Regions from separate parts of the Hordeum vulgare genome. Here region 1 is linked to region 2. Evidence: chromatin contacts called from public Hi-C data. All regions are on one chromosome and are shown on one strand. The core of a region is the stretch at or near the end of the contact, and the rest is flanking DNA. Distances in the headings are between cores, read along the strand shown. Region 1 holds the start of LOC123403010 (serine protease SPPA, chloroplastic). Region 2 holds the start of LOC123406361 (eukaryotic translation initiation factor 5-like).

Region 1 (6,568 bases), core at 2,561-5,060, 210 kb after region 2:
CGGCAATAATGCCCGAACTAGAAATACTCAGGCCACTTCGAGTTCGTGTTATGCTTCCAGATGCTCTGATTACTGCAATTAAGTCTCCTCCTCCTCCTATCCCAAGAGTTGATTTTCTTACACCTGAATATTTACTGGCAGTTCAAACCAATGTCAGTTCAGTAAGTAAAACAGGGTGTTTATATCTGTCGACTTTTCAGATTAATCAAACAACATCAAATAATACCAAACAAATTAAGTGTGCAAAAAAATTGAACAAACAACTCATAATATAGGAAAGAAAAATTGCAACATTTTAGGACCAGGGACACACCAGCTGACAGTTCACAAGGCAAAGCTCAATTGGCCCAAGCTGACAAAAACTATGGGATATGATCCCGGTCATCTTTTCAGTTAGGAAATTTATATTTTCTTTAAAGACAGGGATATCATTAGCTTAGGCCTTAAGTAAATTAGAGGTAAGGAGGAGCCCTTGTACTCCTTCCCCCCCCCCCCCCCCCACACACACACACCCCGCCTGTAATGTGGTAGCGGTGCCACTGCTCTTTCACTGGTTCACAGGAGTCCAGGGCCACGCCCGTTGACCTCGACAACTACCCTATATGCCCCCAATCCTTCCATAATATCCGAGCCCATAAAAATGTTACTCACAATCGTGCACTCTGCTCATATCAACAAAGAAGAGACAGAGTTGTGGGTTCCACTGGCTATTGTATAGTTTCCGATAACAACTGCTGAACCAATTTGGCCTGTTCAGCCTAGAGGTGGACAGGACCACCATCAATGGCTATTTTTCAAAATATGTGTATATCAGTATATACATCTAGGTTTGAAGCATCTATATGTAATTGGTCATGCCTAAGTGGAGCGAGCCAGGGTTAATTTGGTCATTCCTCACTTCACTAATAGTATGGTAATGGCTGAAAGTTGACGGTGGTGGCAAAACATAAAAATTGATGGAAGAGTCAAAGTTCCAGAATCGACTAGTGCCATCATTATAAATTTATTAGAAATCCTTGACTTGTCTGGCTTCCAGTTTCCACCCAGTTTTCCAGAACAATGAATATCTAAATTACCTGTAATCAACCGTACGCAGGCTTTTCTTGTCATTCTGTCCTACTCTCTCTTTCAGCATTGTCATTACCTATTGAATAAGACAACACCAACAAAAACAATAGCGGACAAATATAAATAAATAAATTAAATAACTCAGTATTCTAATTCAAATAAACAACCTATTATGTAAAATTTCATGTCTAATTTTCTAGTTTGACAAGTCGCATACCCTGAACATGTCCACATTTCAATAAAGAAACTCCAACTAAAATTGAGTTAGCAATTAACATATCAAGTACATCAGTATATGTTGTAGGAAGATTTGATGTTTCCTCACATGTGGAACTGTGGACACTTACCTTAACTAGGACCCTAAAATTCCCTTTCTAACTAAATCGAAGAGTCTTGTATAGATATGACTTGCTTGTGCACTAATAATGGCCAAAGATCTCACTATATTACACACCTAAAATATAAATAGAGAGACATCACTTTACATTCCTAATACATATTAGGTACCATGTCTTTTATTTCTCTTGGACTAGATTTGCGTCTCTGTCTTCTATTTCTTGTTCATGGGTGCTTCTTTGATGTATAACATTCTGCTGGTTCAACATCTGCCTACAACACATGTTACTATAGACCCCGAAACAAAGAGACTGAACTTTTGTTGTTTTCTTAATGTTGATGACATGAAAGAAAAAGAGGAAATAACGAACGTCAAAGTTAAAACATCACTTACATTCCTAATACAATTTACTAATCACCATTGGTTGGGCAGAAGATGCAGTAACACTAACACCTAACTTAACTTGATTTAGTCTTGTGCAATTTACTTGCCACCTGAGTGATCAGCTGAGGAGGGAATCTGTACCTGATCATCATACAATAGATCCGTTATCCAACCTTCTTCCTTAAGTTTCTCGACCTGATAGACTCCTGAGTTGACAAATTCCTCAATTTCTTCTTTTTTCTTCCCTAGAAAAAAAAATCTCTAATGATGATGTTTCAATTAAATATGTGAAACTGAACAGATCTATTTAAATTACCTTGTGTGGAAGACACTGTATCCAGCCAGTTTCCATAGATATTATCAAGCAGTGCACCCAGCATCTCCTTAACTTCATTTGACATGCTCTTCCGCCCAAGTTGGTCTCCAGCACTTTTGTAGCGACCAATTCGTTGAATTTCTGGCTGTACTCCAACTTTCTCAAGCACACCTTGCAAATCGAATTAAAAAGTGCTAGACTGTTAGCTACCAGAAAAGAAACATGGTTGCATTCAGATTGTCTCATTTTAACACACAGGGCATGACCAAGCTTACAAAACTTGGTTCACAATGAGAAGCTAAACTATCAGAAATGCATTGAAAGTTATGACAGGATGAAGGATATTTACTGTAAAAATAGCAAAACACTTCTATAGTTCTGTCGCACCATAACAAGTGTAATTTTGGAACAGGTTTGGGGATCAGCAGAAAATAACGCTTCTAGATCATGGTGCACTTGACCAATAACCAGAGGTATTATGTTATCGCCGTACATGCAGTTACCTCTGAGAAATGTCTGCTGAATGGTTAGACCATACAAAGCAACATAAGCACTTGGCGGTGCATACAGCTCAGCACATGCACTAGCAAGGTAGTATTCTTTCTCCCCTCCGACAGGCATGTAACCGACAACAAATTTACCTACAAAAATATCCAACACTTTGTCATAGTATGACATACATGAACATAAAGGTGATACACCAAATTCAGCAGAAGCTTGTGATTACCAGATTTCTTGAAATCCACAATGTGCCTTCTGATTTCCTCCGCCTTTCCCCATCCACAGCTCAACGGCTCTATGTGCAGATAAATCCCTGATATCCGCGGGTCATACGCTGCCTTCTCAAAATTCTCGCAGATTTGCGGCAGTGAGAGCCCTGACGAGAAGCGGGTCTTCAACTGATCGGATATCTGCAACCACGGAAACACACCATCAAAATCCAAACCCACACAATACAGTATCAAGACTAACAAATGTTCAAACAAAGCCCAAACATGTCTAGATTACAAAATGACCAAATACAGTGGCAGGTGCGTATGAGCGAACGGAACACACGCCAATCCACCCACCCACGCAAGCATACGCACACGCACACGCACACGGCGTGTGCCAGGATCTGCAACAGCAGAAGTAAACTGGCCACAATACAAACAGCACTGTACCAGGGCATCTGCTAAGATGATTAGGCTCTCCCATGATGCACGAAATGGAGAAGGGTAGCAAAATCAGCAAGTGCGCGGTGCCGAAGAGCAGGAGCAGCGCACCTCGCCCCGAAGCGTCATGGTGAGGACGCTGCCCTTGCGGACGCGCTTCCACGGCGGGGCGACGAGCATCTTGAGCTTGACCGCGAGCTGGGTGCCCCAGCCGAGCTCCTCCACCACGAACGCCGGCGCCGTGGGCAGCGGCTCCTGGGCCTCGCCCGCGGCCAGAGGCGCCTCCTCCCCCTGCTTGGTGGCCCCCGAGGACGACTCGACGGCGCGGACGGGCACGCGGAGGGGCGACGGGAGGTGGCGGCGGGCGAGGCGGGGGAAGGACGCCGAGCGGGAGGAGACAGCGGCGGAGAGGCTGGACCGGTGGTAAGGCGCCGAGCGGAGCACGAGCAGCCTCGCCATTGCTCCCGAAGCTTCGGGGAGGAAGGAAGGGCGGGATGGAAGAGCCGCGCCCGTGGTCGCGGCGTCGGGGGATGGGTGGAGTGGTGGGAGGGAATGGAAGCGGGCGGGGGACGGAGCGGGGAGATGGCGCTGGCTGGGGGGGTCCAGAGATCGTGGGGTCGGGAGCGGAGCGGAGGAGGTGGCCGGCTCGGGGCGATAGGTGTGGGGCGGTTCACTTGGCGCCACGTTGGGCGCGTGAGGTGAAAGTATGGGCGCTTTTCTGAGCTCTCTGTTGAAAATATCTCGACGAAGGCTCGGTTGGAATTTCTTCAGCTTTTTCTTCGGTTCTTCCTTTTCTTCAAACAAAACTTGTACTTCCTCCGTTTCTGAATATATGTTTTTAAAAAAAATTATTATAAAACTACATACAGATGTATATGGACATACTTTAGAGTGTAGATTCATTCATTTTGCTTCATATGTAGTCTTATAGTAAAAAATTTAAAAAGACTTATATTTAGAAACAGGGAGAGTATTTTTTTAAATGGAAAAGCTTTAATCCATTACACATTCGGTCCACCTAAATCGCTAGCAATCGCATCAGCCACATACACACTTCTTGTTCAACCAAACTCGCGCCAAACGACGCTAATTTATGAGCAGCTACATTACATGACTTAGGACACCACATGATGAAAAAAGACTGAAAATAATACAAAAATTTATATTTTGCTTCACAGAACAGACCGTCATAGACTAAATTGTCATAGTCATCGCCAGTGACATCTTGTTTCACCACCAGTGCATCTGTTTCAAAAATAACATTCCTGCATCTCAGCTCGCTTGCTCTCTCAACAGCATGCAACAGGGCTATTGTTTCTTCTTGAATTGCCTCAGATAGTCTGCACAGTCTCCCTGCTCCTGCTGCTTCTACTCCTCCTTCAAAGTTTCTGATGATGAAACCCCATCCTCCCGTCCATGTCTCCTTTGTGAAAGTTGCATCTATATTGATCTTGAGATAGTTTTCCTCCGGAGGTTTCCAACAACTATCCTTGGGTGTTATTGTTTAAGTGCATTTCCTCTTATATAGCTCATTGTATTCACTTTCGTGAATTTCCAGAGATTCTATGATTTCATTCGTGCTTCTTATTGCCTCCCCTTTATTAGCTTTGTTTCTCTCATGCCACCAAAGCCACATAAGAATGCTTACTCGTGCACCCTTTTGCCGATCAAGTTTATATATTTGAATAAGCACATCTTTCGGACTACAACAATCACGAAGATTTTGTCGTATGTCTTCCGTTTGAGCCGTTCTACAGATTTGCTTTACTGATTTACATTTGAAAAAATGTGCCCACCATCCTCATAAGTACTAAACATATCGGGCACCGTCGATCAACTTTAACTCCTCGTCGAATTAGTTTTTGTCCCATCGGAAGACTGTTCCTCGCCATTCTCCATAAGAAGTGCAGTATTTTAGCTCGTAGAGGGAGCCTCCACACTTTCTCCCACTCGAAGGGTATATATTCAGTTTTTGTGCCAGATGCATAAGCCCCACCATGAAGGGCCCTCCTTGCGTCTGATTCAATTGCCACTCGATAAGCTGATTTCACATAAAATAAACCCCTCTTATGAAAGTGCCACGCAAGCCGGTCCTCATTGCCTTCACTAATTGGTATTTGCAATATTTGTTCTGCATCTTTTCCGTTGAAGGTTTGTTTTACCAGATCATCATCCCAATCTCCTTCTAGTAGGTTAATTGGGTCTGAGACTTTCCAAAGGATGTTATTCCTTCTTTGAGGAGTAGGTGGTTTTCTACTTTGACCTTGCGGAATCCAAGGGTCTTTCCGTATGTTCACATTCTCACCATTGCCTATTCTCCAGATTACTCCTTCTCTTAGCAGTTTGACCCCTTTGAGGACACTTCTCCATGAATAAGACATTCCGCCCTTTGGCATTGCTCTAATAATCTAACCAGATGGGTAATATCTAGCAGAAAGAACTCTCGCACAAAGGGAGTTGGGTGCATTTGCTAACCTCCAAGCTTGCTTTGCCAACATGGCCCTATTAAATACATGGAGGTCTCTGAAACCTAGCCCTCCTTCCTTTTTTGGCAACATCATCTGCTCCCAACTAACCCAATGAATTTTGTTTTCGTTATCAATATTACTCCACCAGTACCTACATATCATCCCACTAATCTGGTCACATAATGTCTTGGTGAGATCAAAACATGCCATTGCAAATACCGGGACTGATTGGGCTACGGCCTTTATTAAAATCTCCTTTCCCGCCGTTGAGAGCATTATTTCTTTCCATCCCTAGATTTTCCTCCAAATTTTGTCTCTGAGGTAGTGTAATCTCCCTCCGTCCAGAAAAGAATGTTCGGAGTGTAGTGTAATGGTCATTTTATAAAAAAGAACCTTGTAAAACTGGAACTATTTCAAACAAGTCCCTCTGCCCATCTTCTTCCTATGCCCATCGCCCGCGCGTCGTCAGGGGCAGGCGCCAGCCAGCTGTGCGATTTGCAGCCCACCAGGAACTGCTCCGCCACCGCTGCCGCCCAGGACCTGCGTCGCCTCGATCCCCTCCCGCAGCAATCCACTACGCGCTTTCATGAACCTCCCACCATAATCTGGTGTACCAGGGATTTCTAGCACCTCCTCCTCGAGCTCCCTGATACGTCTCCAACGTATCTATAATTTTTGATGGTTTCATGTTATTATCTTGTCAAACCTTGGATGTTTTGTATGCCTTTTATATATTTTTTGGGACTAACTTATTAACTCAGTGCCAAGTGCCAGTTCCTGTTTTTTTCATGTTTTTGACCCTTTTCAGAGGAGAATTTTAAATGGAGTCCAAACGAAATAA
Region 2 (6,352 bases), core at 2,815-5,314:
GTCATCAGGGACTGCGACCGCCTGCTGCGCGACAACTCCGGCCTCAGGGACGAGCGGGCCAAGCTGCGGGAGCGCCTCCAGCAGCTCCCTGCTGCTGCTGCTGCTGCTGTGCCGGTGGAGGACGCGGCGGCTGCTGCCCAGGGCTGCTGATATGATCCACTCAGTAGATGATCCATATGTTACTCTATTATATGACAACTTTAGTCCACGGGTGCCATTTTTGTACCTCTGCTCTGCTCTGCTACGTATTCTTTTAGACATAAAAATACCAGTGTTGGCATGTACTACCAGTAGTAGTTCCAAATAAGAGAATGTTGGCATGAGGTGGTGACTTGTCCAGTTTCTTTCATAATAATCTTCTGTCATATGTGCAAAAAAAAAGGAGAGCACGAAGTTCCATGGACCATGGCAAAAATTTCAACTGCTATACATCTCTCCGCAAATCACAGCTGAATTGTCAATTCAAGTTTAAAAACCTCTCTCTCACACAAATACTTATAAAGATAATATATCCAGGTTATCTCATGACAGCGATGTAATTGCCCAATCAACATTAGCTGATATCATGAACTACTTGACTAGGTTGAATAGATCCTCGTCAGCCAGCGATGTAACTGGAAAACAACATTACCTGTCATATACCATGAGATTTCTGGACAAGCAAAAGGTTCATCAAGCATGCTACTCAATACTGCGTATAACATAAATCATAGAGCAAATCTGCGCAAACAACATATAACAGCATCTCACATTTATAATGTATCCAAACGTAGTTTGATGAAAGATGGCAAGAAAACAAACAGGCACACCAAATGCAACGGACCAGGCATACTGTCGTTGGTTTAACTGACTCGATACAGAAATAACCAAAATGACTCGATGGCTTAAACACCAGGCAAATACGAAAGGTTGAAAGACAACGACTGACACTTATGGAAAACTCATCAAAGACACTCAGTAGTAGGTGGTAGCTAGGGAACCGCAGTACAGACTCTCACTCGTCGTCGTCATCAGATTCGGCGCTCTGGAGCCACTCCACGACCGGCTTGGCGTTCTTCACGACCTGGGAGTTCTTGCCGGCAGCAACAGCTTCATTGTACCACTGGACAATGGTTTCTTCCTCGAGGACGTCTCCATCATAAAGGGCCTTCAGGACGACGGGAACTTCCTTCAGGGCTTCAGCACTGCACTTGCCACAGAACGCCTCGATAGCCTGGAGCAGGAGCATCTGGGACCCTTCATCAGGCACCGCAGCAGAAAGGTACTTCTTGTTCTTCACCACTTCCTTCGCAAACCCCTTGCCCGCACCATGGAAGAGTGCCTCAAAGAGAGCATGCATCACGTCCTTGGGGGGAAGGGCAGAGGAGGACAGCACACCCTTGAGCTGAGCTACGGTGGCAGCATTGCCCAAGTTGGCCTTGATCTCTTCAACCAGTTCATCATAAGGAGTGGTCTTGAGCCCGGTCTGGTTGCCATTGGAATTATCTTCAGCCTTTGGTGTCCCATTGGCACTGCCCTCTTTGTGCGTGGCCTGTCTCTTCTTCTTCTCCGTCTCCTCAGTGGCAAGCATAACCATTTCAGCAGTTGCTGCACTCAGCTGCTCCTCCATGCGTTTTCTCGCAGCTTCCGCTGACGTGTCAGTCTGCCACTGCACATCATCGTCATCGTCATCATCATCTGCAGCAGCTGCAAAGTCGGCACCTTGACTGTGAGTTGGCGAGGTTGCATGTTCTTCATCAGAACCTCCCCCGGCAGCCTTTTTCTTTGTATCCTTGGAAGAAGCTCCTTTCTTCTTTGCATCCTTTTTGAGTTTCTTCATCTCCTCATCAGCAGCTTCGCCTTCTTTCATCCGCTCCTTCTCAGCTCTTCGCATAGCTTTCTTGTCTTTGCCTCCCTTCTTCTGTTCTGGCGGGTTCTTCAGGATGAATGTAGTGAGCTTGTCCCTCATGTCAACATCAGAGAGGAAGCCACATGCAGCACATTTCAGAGTTATCATCTCTTTCTTGGATATGAGAACCTCAGTCTCAGGATTGCCACAACCATAACACTGGACATACTTCTTGATGAAGTTCTCAAGAAGGCCAGCCAGCTTTGAAGTATCATGAGCACCATTAACCAAGGCGATTCCCGTCTTCTCGTCAAATTTTGATTGTGCCCCAAGCTCACATCCAAAGTACTTAGTGGTGTAGGAAGCGGGTCTGGCAAGTGCTTTTGCTATATCAACCATGTTCACAATATTTGTCTTGATGCCATTACCACGGCCTTCTATTTTTGTCAACATTCTGGGCATCTTGTACCTGTAGAAGGCATCATCCTTGTTTGAAGCACCAATGTTTTGCAGCGCCATCTTGACTCAAGCTTTCTGCAGCAGGTACTATCAGATGTAGAAAATTTCAGAAATGAGAGTAGCTGCTGATCCTTGAAGAAAACTGAGCTGGCTTTGAGCACTGGCGATGGCAAGTGAATTCTCAGAACCAGATATCCTAATAGGCTCTTGATGCATGCAGGGGAGCAAAAACTTGTGCCTTTTTCTCGTTGAACGAGAATACTCTCCCAGCAATCCAACTGATCCCAAATAAACCGATGCTTGTTCAGACATAAAAGAAGCTTCACCTTCTAGGCCCTCCACTTTGTCAGATTGCAGCGATACAGAGGCTGCTGCCTGGATTAGACAAGACAAAGATCAGATATTGATGATTCTTCATGTAAGGTGAGATACAAGAAACTAATTGAATTTAAAATTACACTATCATTACGGAAACGGGACTAGAGTACAACAACAACAAAGCCGTTAGTCCCAAACAGGTTGGGGTAGGTTAGGAAACGGGACTAGAGTATCACAGAGAATCAGTTCATATACCACCAGTTGCTGGCAGAATTGTAGAAAGGAGACTACTAAATCTAATGATAAAATCAGGAGCTCCATAAACAGTCCAGACAACACATGTGTGACCAACATCAACAAAGTCAGGCAGTAGTAGTACTAAGAGGCTGAGATATTTGTATCACTTGTTATAGCCCCATGAAAATTACAGAAGCACATCCAACACAAAACAACCAGCATGCTCACAAGGGATAGTGAAGACGATTAGCCAACAGTTTTCAGGCAACTCCTGTTCAGGTGTCCAAAACGACAGCAGAGGTCTACTCTAATATTCTGATACAGTTTAGGGGACACGGCCATTTGCTTTTGAACAAGTGCCAAGTCAAGGCATAATGACAAACTCATATCTGATTATTACAACTAATGATACTGAATATCACATCTTAAGGGCATGGATCAGAAGTATCGTACATGCAACATTGGTATACACAAGATGAAAGGAAAACTCATAATGAAGATAGCATGTTGAGAAATCAACTGTCTGGAACAGAGAAACAAAGATGACAACATCTACTTCTTTAAGATTGTCACCAACAAAAATAAGTAACTGAGACTAGGGACAATCTCTACAATTGCAAGCACAACGGAAGTACAAACTGACAACAAAATAAACAGGGCAACCGCACACGCAACAAACATTCATCCAAACTTGCCTCACGGTACTACTCAAAACCTACAGTACCATACCAATTCGTGCTCTAGAAACTGACAACACGAAATCAAGAACAAGTATGCACCTAAACATCTGACCGCATGATATACCAAACGTATGAGAAACCCCCAACGGAGAAACTGATAAACAAAGCACGGACGATTCTGGAACATGGAAATATGTATGGATATACTAGTAATCCAGTATGTGAGGCCACAGACAACTAGGCCTATATGCCACCATCAATCAGTGCGCACATAATATACGTTTGTAAATTTGTGATGCCCACCCACAAACAAACATGCCCGTTGGCTTTAGAGTTTATACTTGGAATCTGCTCGTGTCTATCCACTTTACGCATCTGGACCCTGGCTTACCAGCAGAGTAAGATCGGAGGGGGGGCGTCCGGTGGATCTGAGAGGCGGATCTGGTCGGAGAGAGGCGGCGAGGGGTCCGGCGAGGCGGGGCGGGGCGGGGCGGCGGGAGGAGGTCGCGCCGCCTCGGCTGGGAGAGAGCTGCGCGTCCAGTCGGGGGTAGGGATTGGGATTGTGGTGGGGAGGGATGAAGGGGAGGCCGGTATTTATACGAGTGGCACGCTGGGCGTAATTTGCAGGAAAACCTGAGGGCTGGTTCGTAATCGCCAGAATGGAAAAGATCCAGAAGCGCCCTCCGCCGGTCCGCCCAGCTGTCAGCGTGGTTTTGGGTGTGTACAATAATCTTGCTTGAGAAATAGGGTTTGGTTTGACGGCGTTTCTTCGGTTGCTTCTTTTCTTTCTTTCTTTCTCATCAAGCCGCCATCGATTGGTCACAGAAAACTAACTGTATATTCGATAACAACCATTTTGAGAAATCAGGGGGATGTTTCAAATCCCAGAAAAAACGGCATGAAACCAAATGGAATGTGAGACAATCCGACCGCAAATCCACGCGCTTGATGATCGACATCATTCATTTGCAGCACATTACAAATGAACAGCTAGACTCGTTTACTGGCTAGAAAGGTTTCATAAAATCAATATCCATCAAGGATCTAGGCATGTGCTCGTACTCCTGTTCCAACATGAACAAGTTGAAAGGGTCCAGCAAGTCTGCAACTGAGTCAGATTGAATGAAAAACAGAGTTTTTGGACAGCGGAACAAGGGGCGTTTGTCAAAGGCATACAGAACCACACAAGCAACCTCCTGTTTCACCATCAAGCTCAAACTTTATTCCAATAATTATGGTACATAAAATGTTACAACCAGGAACCAGCACCGGCACAATGAGTGTTCTTTCAGCAGAGTGATAAGACTAAAAACACAGACCTCGTGGAGCCAAAGAAAATGATATCCAAAGCCAATACAGGCAGGCCGGATAAATGCCATAATAGGCTGCTTGCATTCAGTATGAACATCTCGGGTCCTGCTTACTTGTTGGATGGAATAAGGTAGTTGAGGAAGGGTTCTGCCTTCGGGGCAATGGTTTTCACATCATCAAAAGAGGCCATTTTGAAATCCTCGTACTCGAAGCCAGGGGCGCAAGTGCAGCCGACGAGGGAGTAGTGCTTCTCGGGGTCTCGCTTCCGAGAGTTGACAAGATGGCTGCCATCGGATGCAAACGACTCGACATCCAACGTAGGGAAAGAACCAAACCACACATTTGGTGGCACGGTGTACTGGGGGCGCTGGCCAGCGTCTAGGTGTGGGCCAATTACGGTGAGGTCAATGTGGCCATCGTCGTGTAGCTCAAAGACCTAATCAGACAGAGAATACCTGTGTTAGCAATACATAATCAAAATGGCAATCTTACACCCCATATAAAGGCAAGCATGCAACTGTCACCAACCGTGAGAGGCTCTCCCTTGTAGAAATGCCAGGTTTCAGCGCAAGGAATACGATGCAGGCGTGAAACACTTCCTGCAGGAAGCAAGAAATAGATAGCGGTGCTCACAGCACGCCCAACCTTGTCTGCAGAATACATTAAGGAAGTATTAGAGGTATTTCAATGCAGATTGATGAACATGGTCACCTGCACTACACTTCTACAACGCACTTCATACATACAGCACTGCAGGCTAAAACAGAGGGAGAGCAGAACAGTCATTTAAGCAGGGCTTCATGGTGAATATTTTAAATCAGGAAGCATACACATGTTGCTTCTTTAACAATCAGAACAAAGTAAGGTAGACAATCGTCAACAGGTACAAATCCAAACATGGAGCCACCAAATTAGCAGAAAAGTAGTTGACACTAAATTTGCCTTTGTGGAGCATATGAAAATGCAGCGAGTTCCTATCAAGGATACTTGCAGTAATCGTAACTGTTCTGGAGGTGATAACAGCGCAATGTTTCGGTTAGAAGATTCAACTCTAATTATGCAGCCGTCTTGTGACATGTTACACTATCCATTTACAGGTGCAGTAGGAGCAGAGGAGATGCAATACAGCTATCTATCTATTTTCCAGAAGCAATACCAGCCAGCGGCATAGCTCACATTAAAACAGATTTAGTGCACGATGTACTCCCTCCGTCCCAAAACAACTGCCTCAACTTTGTACTAGCTCTAGTATAAAATTGTACTAAGCTAAGACACTTATTTTGGGACGGATGGAGTACTATGTAACAAGAGCATCTAATAGGCAAAGCATATGCACATCGTGTCATGCCCATGCCCCAATCCCCAACACCCCTGGTCTCTGCGCACTTGATGATGCAAACAAAATGTTGGGTTCTATCTGAATTCCCACCTGCCAGAATATGCTATTCTACTAGTACTATCTAACGTCTGCACATGCTAAGACCCCATCCGAGGAGGAGCGAGGGGTCGGATCAGACGA

The links. Hi-C and Micro-C count contacts between places; a contact is called where the count stands out from the background.
Region 1: a contact with region 2 is called in a Hi-C map of seedling, with 2.7 times the contacts expected there. The contact joins the promoter of LOC123403010 here to the promoter of LOC123406361 in region 2. A contact is called at or near these places in 2 of 6 Hi-C or Micro-C datasets (leaf and seedling) and 1 of 1 datasets of contacts at active chromatin or transcription factors (embryo).

Annotation. Positions count from the first base shown.
Region 1 is chr6H:487,935,443-487,942,010 of MorexV3_pseudomolecules_assembly, forward strand. It overlaps LOC123403010 (serine protease SPPA, chloroplastic), which reads right to left and starts at 3,811. Exons shown (of 12, transcript XM_045096987.1): 1 at 3,371-3,811; 2 at 2,833-3,016; 3 at 2,609-2,746; 4 at 2,106-2,276; 5 at 1,931-2,034; 6 at 1,077-1,144; 7 at 1-134. The coding sequence starts at 3,718.
Region 2 is chr6H:487,722,703-487,729,054 of MorexV3_pseudomolecules_assembly, forward strand. LOC123406361 (eukaryotic translation initiation factor 5-like) reads right to left here and starts at 4,065. Exons shown (of 2, transcript XM_045099870.1): 1 at 3,914-4,065; 2 at 738-2,662. The coding sequence starts at 2,347. The coding sequence ends at 995. It overlaps LOC123401251, which reads right to left. Exons shown (of 3, transcript XM_045095000.1): 2 at 5,362-5,483; 3 at 4,722-5,269. The coding sequence ends at 4,943. It overlaps LOC123403650 (bZIP transcription factor RISBZ3-like), which reads left to right. Exons shown (of 1, transcript XM_045097567.1): 1 at 1-323. The coding sequence ends at 150.